Regions from separate parts of the Zea mays genome. Here all the other regions are linked to region 1. Evidence: chromatin contacts called from public Hi-C data. All regions are on one chromosome and are shown on one strand. Each heading gives the region's core, a stretch centred on a gene start, on an enhancer-like site or on the middle of the called end of the contact. The rest is flanking DNA. Distances are from core to core; before and after follow the strand shown. Region 1 holds the start of LOC100274745. Region 2 holds the start of LOC100274870. Region 3 holds the start of LOC100192920.

The links. Hi-C and Micro-C count contacts between places; a contact is called where the count stands out from the background.
Region 2: a Hi-C map of leaf shows a contact between it and region 1, with 2.8 times the contacts expected there. The contact joins the promoter of LOC100274870 here to the promoter of LOC100274745 in region 1. A contact is called at or near these places in 3 of 25 Hi-C or Micro-C datasets (bundle sheath, ear and leaf).
Region 3: a Hi-C map of endosperm shows a contact between it and region 1, with 2.3 times the contacts expected there. The contact joins the promoter of LOC100192920 here to the promoter of LOC100274745 in region 1. A contact is called at or near these places in 3 of 25 Hi-C or Micro-C datasets (bundle sheath, ear and endosperm).

What each region holds. Positions count from the first base shown.
Region 1 is chr10:115,578,211-115,582,726 of Zm-B73-REFERENCE-NAM-5.0, forward strand. It overlaps LOC100274745, which reads right to left and starts at 2,414. Exons shown (of 6, transcript NM_001347910.1): 1 at 2,301-2,414; 2 at 2,000-2,158; 3 at 1,796-1,912; 4 at 1-441. The coding sequence starts at 311.
Region 2 is chr10:116,198,498-116,203,013 of Zm-B73-REFERENCE-NAM-5.0, forward strand. LOC100274870 reads left to right here and starts at 2,312. Exons shown (of 2, transcript NM_001365937.1): 1 at 2,312-2,408; 2 at 3,837-4,516. The coding sequence starts at 3,978.
Region 3 is chr10:114,997,612-115,002,127 of Zm-B73-REFERENCE-NAM-5.0, forward strand. It overlaps LOC100192920, which reads right to left and starts at 1,946. Exons shown (of 9, transcript NM_001358495.1): 1 at 1,427-1,946; 2 at 1,038-1,218; 3 at 693-932; 4 at 476-620; 5 at 263-397; 6 at 120-186; 7 at 1-34. The coding sequence starts at 1,943.

The DNA of each region.
Region 1 (4,516 bases), core at 1,164-3,663:
GGTAAAATTTCTTCGCCAATAAGACCATTGCAAATGTTTGTATTTGCCAGTGTGAAATTTGCACTAATAGCAGCACCAGATAAACAAGTGAATGAGCCATTTCGTGACCCCATCATGGTATTAGTCCCAAACGTGTTCTTAGGAGAAATGCCATTGCCATGATCATTTTCAGGAGAAAAACTCTGATGAGAATCACAATGGTATCCAAAGCTCACATTGAGATTGCTACAGCTCCTGACAAGGATATCTTCTTCCTCAGAGCTGATGCTGTGATCACTAGTCTCCTTAACAAACAGTTCTACGTCCACCATGTTTTTCTATAATAGTATAACACCAGTGTGACGTAATACTGCTGGAACACTGTTTTCTAGGTTCCGACGCTATTCAAATGCCATGCCAAATACTGCTTCCTTTATACTTGAACGGAAATGCAAACCAAACCTGCAATACTAAGCACAAAATATTTCAAAAAACATGACCTAGCTTATTATCCGAATACACATCATTATTTTGTTGTTAAAACCACTGTAAAAGAACAAAAAAAGGATCAGGCACTCTGATAAACTAATAGCAAGGTGATTGCAAATCAGTATGTCCATCCTACTAAATCTGTAGATCTGTACACAAAAATTGCAAAGGATGGCATCTTAACAACGCAGAGGGATGCTTCTCTAGTTCTGGTCATAGTATTGTTGTGATTGCAGTACAATTGATTCTTTATTTTAATATAAACACAACAACAACAACAAAGCCTTTTTAGTCCCAAACAAGTTGGGGTAGACCAGAGTTCAAACCCAACAGAATCCACAGATTTCGAACACATGAATAAATTTTTCAATATAAATATATATGACAATTCAGAGGGTTCAAATCCGGGTGTTCATCTATTTAGATACTTGTGAATTTAGTACTCTTGTGCATCCCTAGCCAGTGTAGAGGCCAGAACTTAGACTCCTGTCATCTAAATAACCAAGTATTCCTTCCTGCTAATATGGTACTACCTCCATCCCTAAAAGAATGCAATTTTAGGTCTGAACCAGTCAAACTCTCCCAAAGTTGACTAAGTTTACGGAAAATAGTATCACCATTTATTACTTCAAAGATAAAATATGAGAATATATTCCATGATGTATCTAGTGTTAATAATTTGGCATCATAAATATTAATATATTTTATATAAATTTTGCTAAAATTGAGATGAATCGATTGATAAGAAAACTAGAACGCCATTCTTTCTAGGACAGAGGAAGGAGGTTCGTTTGATTATTTTTCCACCAAGATTTAAGAGCGCAAAAATTACATATTAGGTGCCAACACTGTTTGCATTGATAAAATAAGAAAACTCAAGTTTGACTTGTGCAGGTTGTAATATTCATCTGTTCCCACACCACAAACTTTTATACGAGGAATCAAACGCCATCAGGCACAGCCTCCACCTTGAATTGTATTCCCTCCGTTCTTTTTTATTTGTCACGTTTTAATTAAAAAATGAACTAATGGACGACAAATATTCGAGAACGAGTGTAGTAGAAACCTACCCTCTTAGTTCTTATCAAAATTGGATAAACCGGTTCTAAACTCAGTAGTACTTGGGGCTAAATCTATCTCCAGCAGCGTTCCTCATCCCAACCCCTATTTCAATATGACTGAGTAGAGAGTTCGACAAGATCCAACTACAACTAAAGAAAAGAAGGAAACTGGTAGCCTCCCAATCAAGAACGGCATCGTTTAGAGTCAGAGCGTAGAGTGTTGTACTCTTGAGCAAGACAGGTAGGCGGACAGAGAACACAATAACCTGAAGTGAGAAGGGGTTGCTTCGCATACGACCGGAGCACACCGCAGCTAAATGAACTTCACCGCAGCGGCTGTGGCCGGTGTTCCCACAGAAACTAACCTTCTTCTTGGCGTTCACCTACGCAGCAGCACAACACAAGAGAACGGAACACGCGTGAGAAGAATGGTCAGAGAGGCAAAAGCAACCAGAGGCACAGAGACGTACAGATGCATCCATCTAAGTTTCAGAGAGATGGGAACAGGACCAGTCGACGCAGCGCCTGCTCTCCCCCCATTCCTGAGCCCAACCCCCAAGCGCGCAGCAAGCCAGGACACCGGGGCAACTTGCGTCAGGAAAAGCGCCGCCGCCCTTTCTTGAAACGCCCTACCGCAGCATAACAGAACACGAATCAAGAATCAGCATACCGCGCACGTCGACTCAGATTGCAATTGCAGTTGCGTGTACAACTACATACGCATCTACAGAACGCGGACCGAGGGAGGAGAGGGACGATTCGCACGCTCACCTGTCCGCCAATGACCAACCCCGAGCCGTAATCCGAGAAGAGCAGAGCAAGTTGAGGTGGAGGAGTGGCAGGACGAAGACCAGGAGAGGAAGAGACAGCTGCGGTGCGGAGGGGATGGGGGACGGAAATGTGGCGGAAGGTGTGGGCTGCGGCGAATATATTGCGGGCGACGGGGAGAGAGAGAGAGAGAGTGGGAAGCCGGAAGCAACAGACTCACCTGGTTTTTCGTTGTTTTTGTTTTGGGTTTTTTTAGATGAGATCTGACTGCTTCCTGTGATCTGATTGGATATACCAAATCTAACCATGCCACCTCGATAATGTCACGGCTGTTTCTTCTTCACCCTTTTCTGCGCCCGGGCCCCGGGGTAAACAAACTAGTGTAGTGGCCTGCATGCGCGCAGGAACTGCGTTTGTCCCCAGACGGCTGCTCTTGCGCTGTAAAAACCAAAAATGAACCGACTCGAAATGTCAGTTTTCAGTTTCAAAACCTCAGAAGTTCAGCTCATTGGAGAAGCTAAGAGCTACTTTTAGAACGGATCAATTTGCCTTATGAAGATCGATGTATATATACACAGATAATAGAGTAATTAGTCAATATCTGTAAATTTAGTGCTAATTAATATCTCAAAAATACAACAAAAATATCAAGTACACTTAGGCTCTAGTAAGTATGAATTATCATTCAATAGTGACTTAGTGACTATATAGTCTAACTCCTTTAGTACTAAAATATTTAACGTAAATAATATTTATCGTGAATATCTAGATGAAGTTGTAAGATGAAGACTGTTACAAATGGGTCTATGGGCACGATCGATAGCCTACAGTCTAGAGACTCAGCAATCGAGATCAAGAGGCCTACTGTCAGAAGCTTTTCGCAAGCATAAACATGACAAAGATCTTATTGGAATAAGGAGATATAATCGAGATCCTAAAAGATATAGCAAGATACTATCATATAAGGAATAATGCACATGTAAAGATAGAGTTCAACTCACATATGACTCAGTACCGAATCGATCACGATTCCAAATAGGTAATCGACACGGTGTCTATCCTGTAGTCCACTGCCCCTTGGTATATAAAGGGAGGGATAGGGGAGCTCCTTGGGGGAGATCACATCAAATTGCATAGCAATAGATACCAAATACAAATAGGACATAGAGTATTATCTCACATCGAGAGCCCAAACTTGTATAAATATGTGTGTCTCGCTTTCGGTCACGTGACTTACCCTATATAATTGCTATCGAACAATCTTTGATAGTTAGCGTGCTAAGTAAGGGAAGTCATGCTTACCAATAGAGAGTTGATGACAACCATGAGTTTTGCATCGGGAGCAGAATTCATCTTCAGTATCGTGAGATTCATCGCCGACTCACTCAAAAATTTTAGGGCCATCCTAGACCTTCCGATGATTTTGGCATCCTTTGGTCAAGAGTTTGAAGATTAAATCTCCATCCTAGTGAATTCTGGTAGGTCTGATCATCAGACAATGACTTAGACTCGGGCTCAACTTCGACCTTAACTTGGACTTGGACTCGAGTTTGAATCGGACTCTAACTCTGACCCTAATTCAGACTTGAGCTTGGACTTGGATTCATATGCTCTATTTGAAGGTCGCTTCGTGTTCATGGATGACTCGATGGATGGACACCTGTATGGTCATCGTTCTAACCTAGAAGAGTACCATGCGGCTAGTAACAAAAGAAATCCCAAAGAAATAAGAGAGTGAGACAGATTTGTTCATATCTAGATGGTAGACTTTCATAGTCAACATGTTTATAGACAAAGAGTTTGGAATATTGACTGACAATGGTATAGTAATAGAAGGACCAGAATTTTGTAACAAACAGCTTAAAGGAGATGAATGACCTGATGCTATAGCTCTAAACAAGGTATATTATGTTTTTCTTTAGCGAGAACCTTACATTCTCTTAGTTCAGAGTGATCAGTGATCCATGGTTATTATTCATGTTTGTGGCTCCTTGCATTTTCAAAATCAGAGCCATAGTCGTTGAGAAACATATATTTAGAAGGATCTATTTCACTAATGAGGGCACTACAAACAACTACAATTGTATAGATACCTTAAATATGTGTACAATTGAAAAATTGTGTTCTACGCACGACAAACTAACCTTTATAGATCTTTTTTGTGTTGTGTTTCTGTTTGGCCTTCTCGTTATGTTTCCCAATGCATATGCATTTCTTTT
Region 2 (4,516 bases), core at 1,062-3,561, 620 kb after region 1:
TGGGCACTGGAGGCTGAGTAGCGGGGCCAACTGCACGGTGAGTGCGTGTGTAGCTTAGGTGAGACGCGTTGTGGGTCTCACACGTCAGTGACCAAGCTGTCACAGGCGCGATGTGAGGGGCTATCATCCTAGCCCCACTTGTCAAGTGCCGAGGTGGTCTGAAATGGGCTGGTGGCGGCAATGTGAAAATGGGTTGAAATTGAGGTTTCAGCCCAAGTAAGAGTTGGTCTTTTTCTAGCTTTCTATTTTCTTTCTTTTTCATCTTCCAAGTTCATATTTCTAATTTGGTTTGAAATTTGCACACACAATTTGAAATGCTGGAGCAAATAAAACTCCAGCATGAGATGCAAGGTTAATTTTATTTAATTATTTATCATTCTATTCATTTAGATAAATGATTCTAAACACATAATTCATATATGAACATTTACCTAATTTAAAGAAGGGAGAATCTTTCTATGTTATTTCGAAATCAAATTCTAGTTTTCATTTTTTAGAGACTGTTCTAAATATATTATTCAACAAATGAATGGTTTCACTCACATAAGGACCTTTTTATTTAACTTTACAATTCATTTTAATTGATTTATAAAAGAAAATACTTAAAACTATAATTTGTGATTCAAAACTACTAAAATTTTACCTAATTAAACTAGGTCCTGATGAATTTTGTTGGTTCGAAAATTAGGATGTTACACTATACGTGAAGTGGCAATAGAAGGGATGCATATGACTAGCAGACTCGGGCTGGATATCGAGTCGGCTCGATTTGGCTCGACCGAGTTTGAGCTGGCTCGACTCGACTCATTAAGCTAACGAGCCACAGAGTTAGCTCGAGGTGGCTTGTTTAGCTCGCGAGCTAAAGAATATATATATATCATAATTAATTTCTAGTTAGCTTTAAACCAATTTAACAACAGAAAATAGTTTAACATACCACAGCAATATCATCATATCAACACGAGTCATCACGCATTAGTTCATCATAAATTCATAATTTTTACACATGTTCATTAGTTTAACCTATATTCATAGTCGAACATACCAATTTAACATATAGACATAGTTTATTAATCATCAATTTAACACATAGACCATAAACGCTATATATACATATAACATATTCACAAATTTATACGTAAATAATATCCATATAAATTCATTTTAATGAAATATTATAATTTGTTGAAGTCGCTAGCTGGCTCGTTAACAAATCAAACTAGAATGTCAGCTCAACTCATAAAAAATTAAGGGTGTGTTTGGTTGCCTGCATATGGTTTGGCCAGACTCAAGAGATACAACTTTCTTCTGTTTGGTTGCCTGATCAGCCTCTTCAGCCTGGCTCGTGGGATGCAAAGATTCCTCTTGGGCCTGGCTCCCGAGATACGTAGGAATTGGCCATTTCTCCAGAGTCAGGCTCTGCCGGTGCAACCATTAGTCTTTCCTAATGACAGATTAACGTATAATTAGTGTCTATTAAATAATTTTAATTTATTTAAAAGTGGATTAAGGCTTTGTATGACATATTATGACTATTGCAACATGATCACATGAAAATATAATAAAACTTTATAGCTTTTAAGCTCATGCATCAAGCATTTATGCAAGCAACCAAACATCATCTCGCATAGGCCATGCTAAGCTCATACAGGCAACCAAACATAGGGATATTGCATGCTCTCGGCCAGACTATCAAGAGCCAGGTTCCCTAGATACGAGCCAGGCCCACCCATCCAGACAACCAAACAGGCCATAAATGAACCGATCGAGCCGAGCCGACCCAAGCGGAGACGGTCTGGAAACGAGCGAGCCATGAGACAGACTATTTCGTCCGGCTCTACATATTCTATATATTAACCGTGGGAGCAAGGAAGAACAACCAGACCATCCACGTCACTATATATTTTTCAGCCGTCGGATCGAGCAACAACGGTCCTCGAATCCTTCCGCCCTCTCCGTGGCGCTCTCCGTGTCTGGACGCTTCCAGGAGCTACGTAGACCTCCCACGGTCCCACCTCTCCATTCATCGCTTCCGTGAAGCTCGAGCCCCATCGACCCCCGACTAACCGGCGCTTGGGCGTAGCAGTTCCGACCGCTCCCCCCGTGGGCCGCCGTCGCCCCACCGTCTCCATGTCAGTTTTCAGCGCTATCCACCATGCCCTCCTTCGCCCGTCAGCTCGCTGAGCAGACCTCCCAGATAAGCAAGCCCTGCCGCCGTCCCCGGAAGCCGTTGCTGCATCGCCCTCGGCAAAGGATGTGCCGCTCCTACCCGACGCGGGAATGCGGCACTGGGCCGCGTGCGGGCGGTTTGCGCAGTGCAGCGGGTCCTTCCGCGGTGAAGTCGACCGGGCCACCGCCGAGGCCTTCCTCCTCACGAGGCTCCCAGTGATCCTCCTCCGCTACCTCGGGTACGCATTCAACTCCGCTTCTCTGACTGCCAATTGTACTTTGCTTTGTTGTGCCATCCATACCCCTTTAGGAGTCAAGATATTGCCGAGGAAAGAGTGTCAGCTGCACTCTAGAAAACACAGGTACAAATATTCACAATCAGAAAAAACAGAGAAGTCATAAATAATGTTTTCTCAAACCGAAACTTAGTACCACTGATAAATTTAGTACTGATACATAATTATAATTGTTCGTAATAGTCTTCCAGGTTATCAAAGTAGAGACATGCATGTAACTACATAGAGTTCAAGCCAGAAACAGACATAAAAATGGCACCATGGAATGCGTCAAATTGGAATACAGTATCAGTAACTTTGACACTTCATGTGGTGCCTCTTCAAATGTCCTGTACACTCAACCTAGCATCAATGAACACTATCATTAATTATCACAAAAGTAAATATAGGAACTGTCGAACTGCAAATACTAATGTTAATAGAAAATAATACACTGCACACAATATCATAGCCAGCATCAGACTACCAAACCGAGAGAATCAAATTTGCTTACTAATAGGCTAGAGTGTTTCTCAACCAAGATCGTTGTATAGAATATCACATAAGATTGCTTACTAATACTCTCTGTACAGTTTGATTATTGTTAATATAGTTCAAGGCATATGTGAACAGGCATCACACAATATAAACCTATAATTTATGACTTCATCTATCCCATTGAAGTATTAATAAAGCCATATGTCCCATCATATTTTGCTATTTTAATGATGCAGGGTTGCAGAAACTATTAATGACGCAGTTGAATTTGTTCATCAGAATTTCATAGAAATGAATAAACTCTAGGTCCGAATGTAGCATCTGGTATGTCGCAGGCTTGAAACATAAGTTAGAATCTGCCTTTGTTCCTTAATTCTTTACCATGCCACGTGAATGAGACTGTGATTAAATCCATTCTCAGGTTCGCCATCCTATATGATACTGAAAGCAATATTGGAATTGCGTGATCCGGTAACTCAGCGTCATCTGGATAATCTACTCAAATGTATTTCTTAAGTCATGCAAATTGGAATTGTTTTTTTAATCTTCTTATATGTAGGTAATAACCTTCATCTCCTAAGTCAAATTGAAGGCGTTGACCTTGATACATACAAAGAAATTGTTTTTCTTAAGTAAGATGATTATGATAAATTAGATTGTTCAATGTATTGCAAGAAAATTAATGTATTTAAACTGTATAAAGCGATCACGACTCGCGCAAGCCGCGAGCACGACACTAGTGACACATGAGCTGGGGACGGGAGCGAGAGATTATACCTACCTTGTAAGCTCCAGCCTATTGCTCGACAGGCTTCCCAGTTAAGAGATACCTTTCTCCTGCGATTACCGAACCACTCGCTTCTTGTCTAATGCCCGTCGCTGTCACCAATTCAGCATAATGCCAGTGCTGCCGTTGCTGTCCGCAAAGCCATCCCCTCCCTGCACGCCCCCTCGGCCCGGTGGTGAGTGGTAGGCGGCCGAAGAATTCCAGGGTGGGTGGGGAGCGCCCGGACCGGAGACAAGGAAGATCGAGGCATGAAGGACCTGGTGTCGTGCTTCAGCGAGCACGCCGTGCGGATCTCCGACGTGGCCTGCTCCGGCTCCGGTCCCGCCAATGCGGCGGCGGGCGCCCCGGAGGCCGGAGGAGGAGGGCGGGCGCCAGCGGTGAGCGCGGTGACCACCGCGTACCGGTCGCGGCTGTCGGCGTCCGGGAAGGAGCTGCTCATCGACGTGACTTGGTCATGGTCTCGGGCGCCCGACGGGCCCGCGCTCTCCGTCGCCGTCCACGAGGCGGACGCCGTCTCGCGCCACCGCGCCGCCAGCGGCGCCGCGGCGCCGCGGCACCTGCACAAGAAGAAGGGGAGCGGGACGTTCACGGCGGGCAGCTGCGTGGTGGGCGTGTTCTGGGACTACGCCGCGGCGCGGTACGGCGCTGGCTCGGGGCCCGAGCCGACGTCCGGGTTCTACGTCGCCGTGGTCGCCGACGCCGAGTTCGTTCTCCTGCTGGGCGACCTCAGCCGCGGGTACGTGGACCGCCTGCACGGGGGCATCCCGATCGCCGGGTCCCGGATGGC
Region 3 (4,516 bases), core at 696-3,195, 580 kb before region 1:
AGATGCTTTCCAGTTGCCTCAGAGAAAGTCCAACCTGATAAAACAATAGAGATAATCTTGAGATCCATGTGAATCCATATTCCATAAGTACAAAAATTTATCTCCCAAACTTCGTTCACCTGTAGGCCGAAAAGCCAGCACAGCTAGGAATCTTCCATTAAGAGTCTCCAAGTACTTCTTCAAGTTCTGGCAAATATTACATTGTAGTTAGAGAGCTTCACTTGCTGAATTAGTATAATTCATTTGAGATTCATTTCCAAACCTCATGATTTATAGATCCAAGGGGCAGAACATGAAGTGATGAACTTTGATTGCATGAACATAGCCTTTTGGACAAATCTGGCCAGCCAAATGAGTAGAGAATCCGCCTTCTCGATGCATCAGTGTATATATGGGCCTTTCATGAATATATTAAACAGAGAATAAGAATGTCTGCATGTTGCAAAATCAATAGTGAAGCTCAAATGTAAAGTACCTCTAAAGCTTGGGAAATTGCTAGATACACATTCTCTTTCCCAATGCTATATGCCCCAACAACAATGAGGGTTTTTGGTTGTTTCTTTAGATATCTTCGAGTGGTTCTCACAACAAAATCAATAACATCCTCCTGGGGTGGGAACCTATAGTTTGCCATGCTCAGCAAAGTACAGATGAAAGAGAAAATTCCTAAAACTTGAGGGTCGTATACCTACTTGTACTTGGGATTGCAATATGTTGTGTCCAGGTAAACCAAATTTACTCGGCCTCTCTGGAGAAGTGGATGCGATTGCATAGTTTTTGATGCTCTAAAATCCCCAGTGTGGAGACAGGTCTTTCCATCACTTAGTCGGAAGTGGATTAGAGCTGCACCAGGGCAATGGTTGGCCTCCAGCAAGGTAACTGTCACTCCCTCTATGACATACTCGGTATCAAGCTCCAAAGGACAGATATAGCTGCATTCATTGATTTGAATACATGTTGCTGGTGCACGAGAAATCACCATGAAAGAATTCACAGGGGGGTGGGGGGGTGGGGGGGGAGAGAGAAGGGAGCCTTACTCGGAATTTACTGACAAGCACATCTTCACTAGGCGTGCAGTGAGTGCAGAACAATAGATGGGGCCATGGCACCATTTCTTGGTTAATCCACCGTAATGGTCATGATGAAAGTGGCTAAGGAAATAGGCCGAGCACCCCTCAACTTGTCCATACCGAAATGCATCCACCGTGAATGGTGTGCCTAGGTTTGCAGGTGCATGACAGCATGAGCGAAATTGGCAAATTAGAAAATTGATGGCAACAGCAATTCAACGTATAACAAACTCATTCCTCAGTGGCTCAGTAGGCAGTAGCTCCACCAGCCATATATCTAAGAGGGTCTAGTGCATTCAAAGACCCCCTAAATTATTATAACAAACTATCAAAGCATGAAACGCAGTAGCCTTTACCAGGAATCTTCTTGTAGAAGGGGCACGCGAGGGGCTTCTTGGCCGCCACCCGCTCCTCCTCGGTGCTTCCTCGCCTCCGCTTCCTTGCCAACAAAGAACCGGAAAGGGAGGAGGAGGGGGAGGAATCTCCAGCCCCGAGACCCTCCCTCTGCGGTCTCTCGATCCCCCATGCCTGGAAGAGGCTCCTCTGCACAAGCGATGAATCCCCAGCCCCACGCCCGTCCCGCCGCGGCTTCTCGATCCCCCACGCCTGGAAGAGGCTGCTCTGCACGGCCGAGCCGCCTCCTCTCTCCTTCACACCGGGTGCCCTTCTGGGCGGCCCCAGCGGCGGAGGGGCGCGTAAGGAGGACCAGTCGGTGCCGCTGCGGTAGAAGTCCTCCGCGAAGCCGCTGCTACAGGCAGCGGGGGAGGAGGGTAGAGCCGGGAATCCGTTGTCGTCGAGGTCCGCGGGAGAGGGCAGGGGGCAGTCGACGGTGGCCATGGGAGGTGGGTTCGAAGGGAACGTATCAGTGTGCATTTGTTGGTCTTGCTAACCGGATGGCCAGATGGGCCGTATCCAGTAGAAACAATCTATTTAATAATGACCGGCGTATTTAATAATGACCGGCGTGACATGACGTAAAACAGGCTCGTGTCGATTTCACATAAGGGCATGTACATTGGTGTTTAATGTGGAGGCTCTTAAGATGTTTTAATATGTATTTATAAAAAAAATCTTAGAGTCGTCTTTCCGTGAAGAGATGATCTGGCTCGTAAACCAAATAGTAACAGACGCCTCACTCCTCACTGTACGAATATGTCGTATGTTCTATCGATCTGATGTTGTATAAATGCATTTAATTCTGTATTTATTAACAGACTATATTTATAGACACTACATTATACAATAGAGTCTCTTAGTTGCCTCTTTTACTTGGAGAATCGTTTTAATGTCTTTCCACTATACATGCCCTAAGAACCATATCATATTTAGACCTTTTCCTCGGTTCACATTGTAGGTCTGATTTCTACACGATTATATTTTTATTTTTAAATCATTGATATACACACACAATACCAATCCTCCATATACCACAAATAAACTTGGGTTGCACCGGTCAGAAGAGTGCAGCTCTGCTTCTTTCTCAAGCTGACCATGGTTTAAGTCCTCTTCACTCCTTTTTTTGGTTATTTTCGCAATTTATTCACATTCTGTTATAATGGGCCGACATGCTAAATGTTAACTCGTCATGGTTAACAGTTTGCAGTGTCGTGCCTGGACCGCAACTACGGCACTAATATCGACCCAGTACGACTCGATTAGCTAGTCGGGCCTAACGGGTCGTGTTGATCCGGACCGGGCCGCCCGTTTGGCCACCACTAGCTTTTACTTTAGAAAGGTCAAAAGGTTGGTCAAATAAGCGCAAACTCAAAGATGTTTTTAATTAAAAGTAGCTATAAATATCTAGAGTTGATTTTCCTTCTATTGACTCGGGTGACTTAGAAAATTACTCACATATATGTCCAACAACTATATAGGAGGGTGGTAGCGTATGTGACATAGGTGTCTTGTATGGCAGAAAAAGTGTATTTTCTAATTGTATTAAGGAAGTGGGACCTTGTTTATTAGGGTGGTAAAAGAGATACATATAAACCACTGAACTGCTACCAAAAGATCTGACTCTTTTTAGATATGAAGTAGTGAGCGGGGAACCTTTCTGAAAGTCGCCTAGAGGGGGTGAATAGGGTGAAACTGAAATTTACAAAATTAATCACAACTACAAGCCGGATTAGCGTTAGAAATATAATCGAGTCCGCGAGAGAGGGTGCAAAACAAATCTCAAGCGAATAAAGAGTGTGACACGCGGATTTGTTTTACCGAGGTTCGGTTCTTGCAAACCTACTCCCCGTTGAGGTGGTCACAAAGACCGGGTCTTTTTCAACCATTTCCCTCTCTCAAACGGTCCCTCGGACCGAGTGAGCTTTCTCTTCTCAAATCAACCAGGAACAAAACTTCCCCGCAAGGACCACCACACAATTGGTGTCTCTTGCCTCGGTTACAAGTGAGTATTGATCTCAAGAAAGAATGAGAAAGAAGAAAGCAATCCAAGCGCAAGAGCTCAAAAGAACACAACAAATCACTCTCACTTAACACTAAAGCTTTTGTGGAATTGGGAGAGGATTTGATCACTTGAGTGTGTCTTGTATTGAATGTCTAGCTCTTGTAAGTGGTTGGAAGGTGGAAAACTTGGATGACTTGAATGTGGGGTGGTTGGGGGTATTTATAACCCCAACCACCAAACTAGCCGTTTGGTGGAGGCTGTCTGTCGCATGGTGCACCGGACAGTCCGGTGCGCTAGCCACGTCACCAGGCCGTTGGGTTCCGACCGTTGGAGCTCTGACTGCTGGGCCCGCCTGGATGTCCGGTGGCACACCGGACATGTACTGTAGAGTGTCCGGTGCGCCACTTCGCGCGTGCCTGACTTCTGCGCGCTCTGGCGCGCATTAATTGCTTCTGCAGGTGACCGTTGGCGCGAAGTAGTCGTTGCTCCGCTGGCTCACCGGACAGTCCGGTGTACACCGGACATGTCCGGTGAATTATAGCGGAGTGAATTCCCGAAGCTGGCGAGTTCAGAGTCGCTTCATTCCTGAAGCATCGGACATTGTCCGGTGTACACCGGACAGTCCGGTGAATTATAGCAGAGCGCCTCTGAGTTTTCCCGAAGGTGAAGAGTTTGGCTTGGAGTTCCCTGGTGCACCGGACACTGTCCGGTGGCACACCGGACAATCCGGTGCGCCAGACCAGGGCAGCCTTCGGTTATCCCTTGCTCTCTTTGTTGAACCCATTTCTTGGTCTTTTTATTGGCTAAGTGTGAACCTTTGGCACCTGTATAACTTATAGACTAGAGCAAACTAGTTAGTCCAATTATTTGTGTTGGGCAATTCAACCACCAAAATAAATTAGGAAAATAGTTGTAAGCCTAATTCCCTTTCACTTTCCTATGTCTTAAGTTATCGCTCGATATCGCGTTGTTCTCGTCTCATGTCCCGACGTCTTCCACTGGCGGCCATGGGTCGCAACAACCGATGCCAGAGAATCTGATCCTCAGC